Regions from separate parts of the Mus musculus genome. Here region 1 is linked to region 2. The links are chromatin contacts, called in public promoter capture Hi-C maps. All regions are on one chromosome and are shown on one strand. Each heading gives the region's core, a stretch centred on a gene start, on an enhancer-like site or on the middle of the called end of the contact. The rest is flanking DNA. Distances are from core to core; before and after follow the strand shown.

Region 1 (5,340 bases), core at 1,061-3,560, 76 kb after region 2:
TGTCCACCTTTTTAAGTTTTTTTCTTGGATGTTGCTGGAGCATTTGCATCTTTTATCATGGCTTTATCTGGAGGCTCTTTTTTTCCCATCAGAAGATACATCCCCTAAATTAGCAAGATCAGTCTCACTGAACTACCACTCTCTAGTAGTGCTGCGGTTTCTTCCTCATCGATAAGCAGCAGTTCATCTTCAGATTCAAGAAGCATACTGGGCTCCTGTTCTGTCTGGTCATCCTTGGAGTCCTTCTCACCATCCTCACCTGCCTTCTCTTCTTGTTCTCTACCCTCAGCTGGACTCTCAGTCTTCTGAGCACCATCAGGTATAGACTACTAATCACTTGGGGATTCTTTTCCATCTGGAGAATAGGACCTTTTCCAGGATTTATCTTTTTTTCAGTAAGTCAATGCCTCTGTTAGGAAACCACAGCACCAGCTTTTTATACTTCTCAGGTCAACTTTAACCCATCTTCCTTGAAACCAAACTGCGTTTTTTAGGCAGTGGTCAACCATTGCCATTGCATCTTCTCTGGTTTCCATCTCATTAAAAGCCCGACTTTTCATCTTCATCAATATACAATTCTTTATTTACACATAAGGCTCACTGAGCATCTTCTGTGGTTGCCATTAAAATAAATGCCTCATTAATTGTATTTAGAATCAGATGATTTGAAATGACTCCAAATGGTTCTACCAGTTGTAATAGCTAGTATTTCAAGCTTTTTCCTCGCTGAAAATCCATAACGTAAACGACTCAGCTGGCTTCCACTCTGCCTTTTTGCATGTGTCTTGGTCCCTTTAGGTTCCCATTAGCAGCACCCAGATTTCCTGCTGGTCCAACTGCTGGTCCTCTAAGATGAAATGAAGGATGTGGCAGTCCCAGAATTCCTGGTGCTGAGTTTGTAGAGTGACGCAGCATGAATGGATCACCCATTGTGTGTCCAGTATCACTGTCAGGATTCCATTCTGGGTAGATTTCAAGAAGAAGCTGGCATCGACAACTGTGACTTGCTCCACTGGTATATTGACTCCACTCCTTATTAGAATGAACTGGCATATCACATATAGAGCACAAATGGGGATAACCCTTCAGTAAGAGTCCGTGTAACTGTTTAATATTGCTACTTAGAAGAGTGCCCCTATTTTTCTCAATTTTACCTGTGTTTCTCTCCATAGTACCTCCATGGTATTCCCTATAAGTGCCAAGCTCTGATCCAGGAGCACGGTATAGTTCTAGTCAATCTTAGCACAACATCTGAGAAGCACATGAGGCACTCATCCACAAAGAGAGAAAACTGCTGTGTTGCTGAGATTGAGAAAGGTGTAAGGATGGTTCTTTTTTTTTTTATGTGACCTCGCATAACTATCATAAATTTTACAGTGAGTATAAGGGAATAGGACGTGGGTGGTCGAAGCTCCTTGTTGATTCAATGAAGAACTCATTCCTAGATTCATTAAACTAGCAAGGTTTGCAGTATGATGGTTCACCCTTCCAAGAGATGCTAGCATACTTAAAGACTGGGTAGCAGCAGTAAGAAGGCCTATTCCTGTTGCAGGCAGGTTACACCCATGACCCTGTAAATCCCCACTGAAAAATGACTGCTGAAATGACTTGGACATTGTAGAACTATGTCTTTTCTATTTTATAGATTAAAAAAAAATGTTTTAAAACAGGGCCAAAAAGAAAGCACAAGCTAGAAAGCAAGGTTAATTGCTACAAAAATGGTAATGGCAAGAAGAAAGATCAATAAGGACCATAGAATCTATTCAAGCTGAGAGCCAGCAGTTAGGGGAAGAGAGAGGGAAAGAAGGGACTGTGACCTTTAAAGCACCAGAGTATCCATGTGTCTTGTTAAAACAAGTGTGACTTAATAGGGAAACTGTCCATGCAGATCCTAAGATAATTGTAGGAACCAGGGACTCGGGAAGCAGGCTCAGTAAACTGAGTCTTCAAAGCACAGGAGTCTTGAAGCTGAGGTTACACTCAGAGCTTCTGCACTTGCCTGATTCTCCTGTGACATCTTGACTATGACCTTCTCACAGAAGCACTCTGGCTTCTCCTGTTACAGCTTTCTGGCCAGGTGAGGAGACAGGGTTCCTGGTATCCCAGACAAGTTCCAGAATTCATGCTGTGCCTTTCCAGGAGGCCAGAGAGAGAACAGAAGCAGCAGAGGGGACTTTCCCCTACCTCCTGGCCATTGGCTCCTATCACTTGTGACTAATTACTGTTCCTGCAATGAGAACTTTCACCCGTCACACAATGGCCCCACCTACACCCTTTTGGTTTAAATAGCTGCCTGTGCAAGGTTCACTCCTTATGCTTCCTGTTTGTGAAACTTGGTCATCTTAGCAGCACAGACTTAGGACTGAGAGCTGATCATGACACGGAACCAACTACATAACTGGCTGAATGCTGGGTTCTTCGGGCTGCTGCTTCTTCTTATCCATGTGCAGGGTGAGGCTAACTAACCTGTCAATGGGGAATGATTGGAGTCAGAGCTAAGCTTGTGGGAGAGAAGGAATAGGAGGGTCACTTATGTAAACCATAGATCAGCCATTTTCAACCTGTAGGTCATGACCATTGAAGAACCCATATATCCGACAGCATCAGAAACACTCAACCATAAAACCATTTCTATTGCTTCTTCCTTACTGTAATGTTGCTCTTGAGTGGCTTCTCAGTTCCTAAGATCATCAGGAATATGTGATTTCCAATGGTCATGGCCCAAAGGTTGAAGAATGGCATAATAGACAAAAGATGAGAAACATGTTCCCCGACAAAAGCACACATATTTTGTGGACCCACTAGCACTCAGAGGGTCAGAGACATCTCAGATCACCTCATACTGAGGAGAAAATTCAGTGTAAGGCCAGAAGGAGATAATTCTAGGGAAAGTAAAAAGACACTTTTCCCTACTTGGTGTATGATAATGACAATAACTACTACTGACCTTTGGATGAAAATAACAATTATCATAAACTCATGTGGCCAAATGGCTCTAAAAGTGTGATAACTTCTTTAGCTAGAGAAATGTTCTGACACACTTCAAAAATGGTAATAAAAAGGCCCCTAGCCTGAGGGATAAGGAACCTCCCACACTAACACAACACGGGTGAACTGGGGATAGGGTGGCTGGGTTCCCTTCTCCTGAACCCTGGTAACAATGAGATGGAAATTTCACAATCTGCTGGCAGCTGATTACAGAAAACTAACCCAGAGGCATCTCTCCACCAGGTCAGGACTCACCAGAGGCCAACCCCATCAGAAACACACATACAGGACAGATCCAAGGCAGCCTTATCCACGTGAAGGACACTAAAGCTGGTGTCCACACCTTCCTGGGAATCCCCTTTGCCAAACCTCCTGTAGGACCACTGCGATTTGCACCTCCTGAGGCCCCTGAACCATGGAGTGGTGTGAGAGATGGAACTGCACATCCGGCCATGTAAGTTTTGGACCCAGAGGGTTTCAGGCACTGGGGGAGAATGTACTCTGAGCTCTGTGCTATGCTGAAGTGTTTCCTCCACCTCAGTGACACAGCAGTTTTCTCTCTTTGTGGATGAGTGCCCCATGGGTTTTTCTGATGATGTGCTAATGTTGATTAGAACAACTGGGCCAGGCTCCTAGGTCAGAGCTTGGCACTCATAGGGAATAACATGGATATACTATGGAGAAAAACAAAGATAAAATTGTTCACACATTCCAATTAACCAAAGTGTTCTCTGCCACAATGGGTGCATCTCTAGGCATGAGTAAATGTCACATATTAGGCAGCAAGCACTCTGAATCCAGGAGAATATACTTCATGTCCTTGAAGACTACAGCAGTTTTTGATAACTTGCTAACCCCATCCTGACAGTCATTGTGAAAACCTATAAGGCCATGTGCCATTGAACAAGAAACAAGTATATGTAGTGAAATCCCTCTGGAGACACTGCAGACAAAAGAAGTTCCTTGAGAGTCTGCACACGTGATGAAGGACTACTCACTACCCGTTAGGGCAGCGTTGTCCACTGAATCCTCTAGTAGCTGTTTGAGTCCAATACTCCAATATGGGGATCTTAGCTTGTGTTCTGTTGCTGTAATAAGGTAACGACAAAAGCAAGGGAGGGGAGAAAGCCACTATTAGAGGCTCCAGATTACAATCCATCCTTTGGGTAAACACATTGAATCAAAACTACAGGAGCTGCTCACATCACAGTCATGCCCAGAGTTTTAGTTAGGGTTTTACTGCTATGAACAGACACCATGACTATGGCAAGTCTTATAAAGAACAACATTTAATTGGGGCTGCCTTCCAGGTTCAGAAGTTCAGTCCATTATCATCAAGGTAGGAACATGGCAGCATCTATGTAGACACAGTGTAGGAGGAGCTGAGAGTTCTACATCTTCATCTAAAGGCTGATAGCAGAAAACTGACTTCCAGACAGCTAGAGTGAGGGTCTTATAGCCCACACCCACAGTGACACACCTACTCCAAACATCTAATAGTGCCATTCCATGGGCTGAGCTTATACAAACCACTACACCCAGGAAAAGAGACTAGAAAATGCTTACACACCTGCTAAAGCTTAGCTCGAGTTTCCCTTCTCATACAATTACATGAACGTCACTGCAGACAGCCAATCATTTCCATGGAGACAGCTACAAGTCTCTTCTTCATAGACTTGAAAAGATTAAAATCCAGGCCCCACCTAACTGGGGGCCTCCTTAGAAATCTGGCTCCATACCAGCTTTACTGGTGTACGTGGCCTTTACCTTGGTTGGAAGGGACTTGGAGACAGAATATGTATTCACAGGTTGAACATGGCTGGGATAAAAATCTGCAAAATCACACTGGGTTTGGATCACCATCCATGTCTTGGAATGTCTGTTTACTAATTTCAAAGGTGTCTGCAAAATCTTGACATGCTGAATGAAGCAGGCCTGCCAGATATGAAAATGATGCTGTCTTCCTTCCCTATGTCTGAGGACTGCCTGTATCTCAACATCTACACCCCAGCCCATGCCCATGAGGGCTCTAACCTGCCTGTGAGTGTCAGGCTGTGGCCAGCTTGGGGAGAGGGCATTTTGTCAAGATGATTAGAAGGGATAAAACAACCTGAGTTCCATTACAGGGTGGACTCTGATAAAAGTCTTACCTTTCTTGGGTCAAAGAAGACCATCTCAGCCACATGATGCAGCTGAATCCTGGGTATGGGACACAGAGCACTGGACCTCTGAGCCATCAAAGGCCCTTGATGTCTGATGAAATCAGAACTCATTCAATGACTTGTTCTTTGCAGATCCACTTAGGGGCTCAAGACCTCAAAACTGAGGTCACTCAAACTTATACTCTTGGGT
Region 2 (5,035 bases), core at 1,987-4,486:
GAATTTGTGTCTATGTATCTACTCTTCAACAGCCTGTTCAGCTAACATTTATGAGGAATCCTCTCTATGACCCTAGTTACAAAGCCTATATTGTCTCTGTCTTGCTATGTTCCCTGAGTAAATGACCCAACTGAATATATGTGTGTGTGTATATATATATATAGTAAATCCCCACAAGACATATATGTATGAGTCCCAGTGGATGCCACCCTTCTCCACACCCTCCCCTGAGCCTGGGTTTCTTCATCTTTCCCTTACCTCATCTTCTCCCGACTTAAACTCCAAGTCTCAAACATTAAAAGTAAGCAGCTGCTTTAAGAAGTGTTGGCCACATTATGTGTAGATATCACATTTTTATACTCATCTTTGACCAAGTCCTGTATTTTTGCATATCTATAAGGGGCCATTAAAACCTTGATTAGCTGAAAGTCTTGTGTCTTAATAAGTTTAAGCTGCAGTGATGTTAAATCTTTTATTCTTTGTTTAGGGTGTTTTGTTTTGTTTTGTTTTGTTTTGTTTTTCGAGACAGGGTTTCTCTCTGTAGCCCTGGCTGTCCTGGAACTCACTCTGTAGACCAGGCTGGCCTCAAACTCAGAAATCTGCCTGCCTCTGCCTCCCAAGAGCTGGAATTAAAGGCATGTGCCACCGCTGCTCAGGGTGATGTTAAATTTTGACTGCTGGGCCGGGCGTGGTGGCACACACCTTGCCTTTTTGCCTCTGCTTCTTCCTGGTGTAAGCATCTACCTGGCTCTGCTGATGGTGCTACCATCTTTTGATGGCATCAGACTTTAGCTTCTTCAAGCCTTCCAATGTGTGTTGAAGACAAGAAACTCTCCAGGAATCTTCTAGGCCTTCAACACCAGATTGGAACTGCTAGGTATTGAACATCATGGACTAAGCAGCTACCAGAGTTCTAAGCCTCTCTAGGGTGCAGATGGTCACCATTCGAGAACCTAGTACTTATTATGTAAGCCAGCCACTTTAGTAAATCCCCCTATATAATATATGTATAGTCTATCACTTCTACTTCTCTAGGGGACTCTGCATGATACAGGTGTTGTAGCAAAATCACCCTAAGCTGTTAGCTTTGTGTTGAGGCATGTGGCTATGACCCAGCTACTTGGAAGGCAGAGACAGGAGGATTGCATGTGCTCAGGATTACAAGATTAACACATTTGAAACATAAGAATTACATATCAATAATTATATATGAACACATTTGTATGACTATACATAAGTTTTCAACTTATAAACAATAAAAATTTGTCCATAGCTTTGGAGACTTACAAGTCTAGGTTCAGGATGCTGGCAGATTTGCTGTGTTGTGAGGACTAGCGTTCTAGCCCAAAGATGTAACTTGTATCCTCACAGGATAGAAAGTATACACAATGTTGCCCATGTTTCTTGCGACACAATCACTCTCCTTCAGCTTCCATATTATTAATTTATATTCCTGCTTCATTATTGTCCTTAAACCTTTTCTGGGACCACTATTGAAAAACTTTCTCTTACACTTTATGCCATCATATAAAGGTGACAAATTGTGCTCAATATGCCTCTGTGTTCCCCTAAAGCATTTTCTCCTTGTCATTAGAAGTTTCTGTCCTACCTAGTCCCACAGCAGGAAGCCTTACCTGGTTACAGAACATGGCTACTTCATGCTCCACATCCTCTGTTACTAGGAGTCTTCCCCAGGGTTACGCTAGTGGATTCCAGGGAGTTTCTACTGCACTAGCTTTCCACATCACCCTCCCAAATGCCCCCAAATTGCAGTTATCTCTCCCAGTACTCCATCCTTCCCCCGAACCTGAGTCCTCTTGTTTCCATTCCCCCACACTCCCATCAAATCTGTTTATTTATCCTTCCCTGGGAGATCCATGTGTCTTCCCTTGAGACCTCCTTGTTACTTAGTTTCCCTGAGTCTGTGGATTGTAGTGTGATTATTCTTTACTTAACAGCTAATAGCCACTCATAAGTGAGTACATGTTTGTCTCTCTGGATCTGCGTTACCTCACTCAGGACGATTTTTTTTTCTAGTTCCATCCATTTGACTGCAAATTTCATGGTGTCATTTTTTTTTTTCTTCTAACAGCTAAGTAGTACTCCACTGTGTAAATGTACCAATTTTCTTTATCCATTCTACAGTTGAGGGGCATCTAGCTTGTTTCCAATTTCTGGGTATTATGAATAAAGCTGCTATGAACATAGTTGAACAAGTGTCATTATGGTATGATGGAACATCCTTTAGGTATATGCACAGGAGTTGTATAGCTGGGTTTTGAGGTAAATCAATTCCAAATGTTGTGAGAAACTGCCATATTGACCTACAGTTTTTCCTGCCTGCAACATATTCTGGGATAATGGTGGTGCAGAACACGTGGAATGGTCAACTAATGAGGTCATGGTCAACTAATGAGGTAATGGTCAACTTGAGGCCCATGTCATAAGAAGGAGCCCACATTCTACATTGCCTGGACGGCCAGAAACCAGAGGCTGGATAGCCTGAAGATCTAAGATAGAACCAAACACAACTTGCCAAAAAAAGTTTAATGAAATGATTCCTAATGACATTCTACTATGCTCACAGATCTATGCCTAATCCAGTTATCATCAGAGAGGCACCTGTCAGCCTCTGGTGGGAGCAGTTCCAGACACTCATAGCCAAATATTAGGCGGAGCTTGGGTACTCCATGAAGAGGGGGAGTGGCAGAATTGTAGGAGAGGTCAAGGACACCATAACACAGCCCACAGAATCATCTAAGTAGGGCTCATATTGGTTCAGAGACTGAAGCACCAGCAACCATGGAGCTTGCATAGGGCTGTGCTAGGTCCTCTGCGTAATGTTATGGTTGGGTAGCTTAGTGGTCTTCTGGGACTCCTAACAGTGGGAGTGGGATGCCTCTGATTCCCTTGCCTACTCTTGAGACCCTCTCCATCCTACAGGGTTGCCTTGGGACTGAGGATTTGTACCTGATCTTATTGTAACTTGTTAAGCCATGATCAGAAGATATCCCTGGGAGGCTAGCTCCTTTCTGGGGGGAAAGAGAGGAAGAAATGGATCTGGGTTGGAGCACAGGGATCCTGGTATTGAAGAAGGACTTCAGATGGGATGTTGTGCCTGTCCAAGAGGCCAGGGAAGGAGCAGAAACTGCAGAAGTGGCTTTGTCCTGACTGCTGGCTGTTGGCTTCCTGTGGCTATTACCTTATCAGTTCTTCTGCAATAAGAACTTTGCCCCATCCAACCAAATTTCCACACCTACCCCCCCACCAAAGGTACAACTTCTTGCTTGGGCCAGGCCGATCTGTTCTGTTTCCTGCTGTGAGACTCTCATGTGCAGCAGCACAGGTTTAGGCCTGAGATTCAACCACGCCATTGGCTAGACTTCTTGGTTGGCTGTGTGTTGTCGCCTGTGGGCTCCTGCTTCTCCTCCAGCATATGAATGATGAGACTATCTAAATTAGCACAGGGGACCAGGGTCAGAGCTGCCCCAGTTCTGAAGAATCAGAGGCTGAGAGTGGGAATGAAAGGAACCAGGGAGGGAGGAGGAACAGGTAGAGATGACGGACATCGGACTGCCTTGAGGTTCCAGCTCCCACTAATGACACAGAAACTATTTTTTTTCCATTTTTTTATTAGGTATTTAGCTCATTTACATTTCCAATGCTATACCAAAAGTCCCCCATACCCACCCACCCCCACTCCCCTGCCCACCCACTCCCCCTTTTTGGCCCTGGCGTTCCCCTGTACTGGGGCATATACAGTTTGCAAGTCCAATGGGCCTCTCTTTCCAGTGATGGCTGACTAGGCCATCTTTTGATACATATGCAGCTAGAGTCAAGAGCTCCGGGGTACTGGTTAGTTCATAATGTTGTTCCACCTATAGGGTTGCAGATCCCTTTAGCTCCTTGGGTACTTTCTCTAGCTCCTCCATTGGGAGCCCTGTGATCCATCCATTAGCTGACTGTGAGCATCCACTTCTGTGTTTGCTAGGCCCCGGCATAGTCTCACAAGAGACAGCTATATCTGGGTCCTTTCGATAAAATCTTGCTAGTGTATGCAATGGTGTCAGCGTTTGGATGTTGATTATGGGGTGGATCCCTGGATATGGCAGTCTCTACATGGTCCATCCTTTCATCTCAGCTCCAAACTTTGTCTCTGTAACTCCTTCCATGGGTGTTTTGTTCCCACTTCTAAGGAGGGGCATAGTGTCCACACTTCAGTCTTCATTTTTCTTGAGTTTCATGTGTTTAGGAAATTGTACCTTATATCTTGAGTATCCTAGGTTTTGGGCTAATATCCACTTATCAGTGAGTACATATTGTGTGAGTTCCTTTGTGATTGGGTTACCTCACTCAGGATGATGCCCTCCAGGTCCATCCATTTGGCTAGGAATTTCATAAATTCATACTTTTTAATAGCTGAGTAGTACTCCATTGTGTAGATGTACCACATTTTCTGTATCCATTCCTCTGTTGAGGGGCATCTGGGTTCTTTCCAGCTTCTGGCTATTATAAATAAGGTTGCTATGAACATAGTGGAGCATATGTCCTTCTTACCAGTTGGGGCATCTTCTGGATATATGCCCAGGAGAGGTATTGCTGGATCCTCCGGTAGTACTATGTCCAATTTTCTGAGGAACCGCCAGACTGATTTCCAGAGTGGTTGTACAAGCCTGCAATCCCACCAACAATGGAGGAGTGTTCCTCTTTCTCCACATCCACGCCAGCATCTGCTGTCACCTGAATTTTTGATCTTAGCCATTCTGACTGGTGTGAGGTGGAATCTCAGGGTTGTTTTGATTTGCATTTCCCTGATGATTAAGGATGTTGAACATTTTTTCAGGTGCTTCTCTGTCATTCGGTATTCCTCAGGTGAGAATTCTTTGTTCAGTTCTGAGCCCCATTTTTTAATGGGGTTATTTGATTTTCTGAAGTCCACCTTCTTGAGTTCTTTATATATGTTGGATATTAGTCCCCTATCTGATTTAGGATAGGTAAAGATCCTTTCCCAATCTGTTGGTGGTCTTTTTGTCTT

What was found. Promoter capture Hi-C pulls out the DNA fragments that hold promoters and counts their contacts.
Region 1: a promoter capture Hi-C map of liver shows a contact between it and region 2, with 2.9 times the contacts expected there. The contact joins the promoter of Ces2c here to the enhancer-like site in region 2. A contact is called at or near these places in 6 of 39 promoter capture datasets (cranial neural crest, embryonic stem cells, frontonasal cranial neural crest and 2 more), 1 of 484 Hi-C or Micro-C datasets (nephron progenitors), 1 of 115 datasets of contacts at active chromatin or transcription factors (intestinal villus epithelium) and 3 of 9 other capture datasets (adipose tissue, liver and macrophages).

The regions. Positions count from the first base shown.
Region 1 is chr8:104,844,758-104,850,097 of GRCm38.p6, forward strand. Ces2c (carboxylesterase 2C) reads left to right here and starts at 2,311. Exons shown (of 12, transcript NM_145603.2): 1 at 2,311-2,451; 2 at 3,232-3,442; 3 at 4,887-5,028. The coding sequence starts at 2,376. It also overlaps the pseudogene Gm33715 and the pseudogene Matr3-ps2.
Region 2 is chr8:104,767,340-104,772,374 of GRCm38.p6, forward strand. It overlaps the pseudogene Gm6831. Among named protein-coding and RNA genes, the nearest start is that of 4932416K20Rik, 25 kb to the right of the region's middle. Within about 2 kb of position 3,237, at least 2 of the 459 cell types and tissues checked have an H3K27ac peak or open chromatin away from gene starts, as enhancers often do. A contact at or near this core is called in liver, where this site is marked.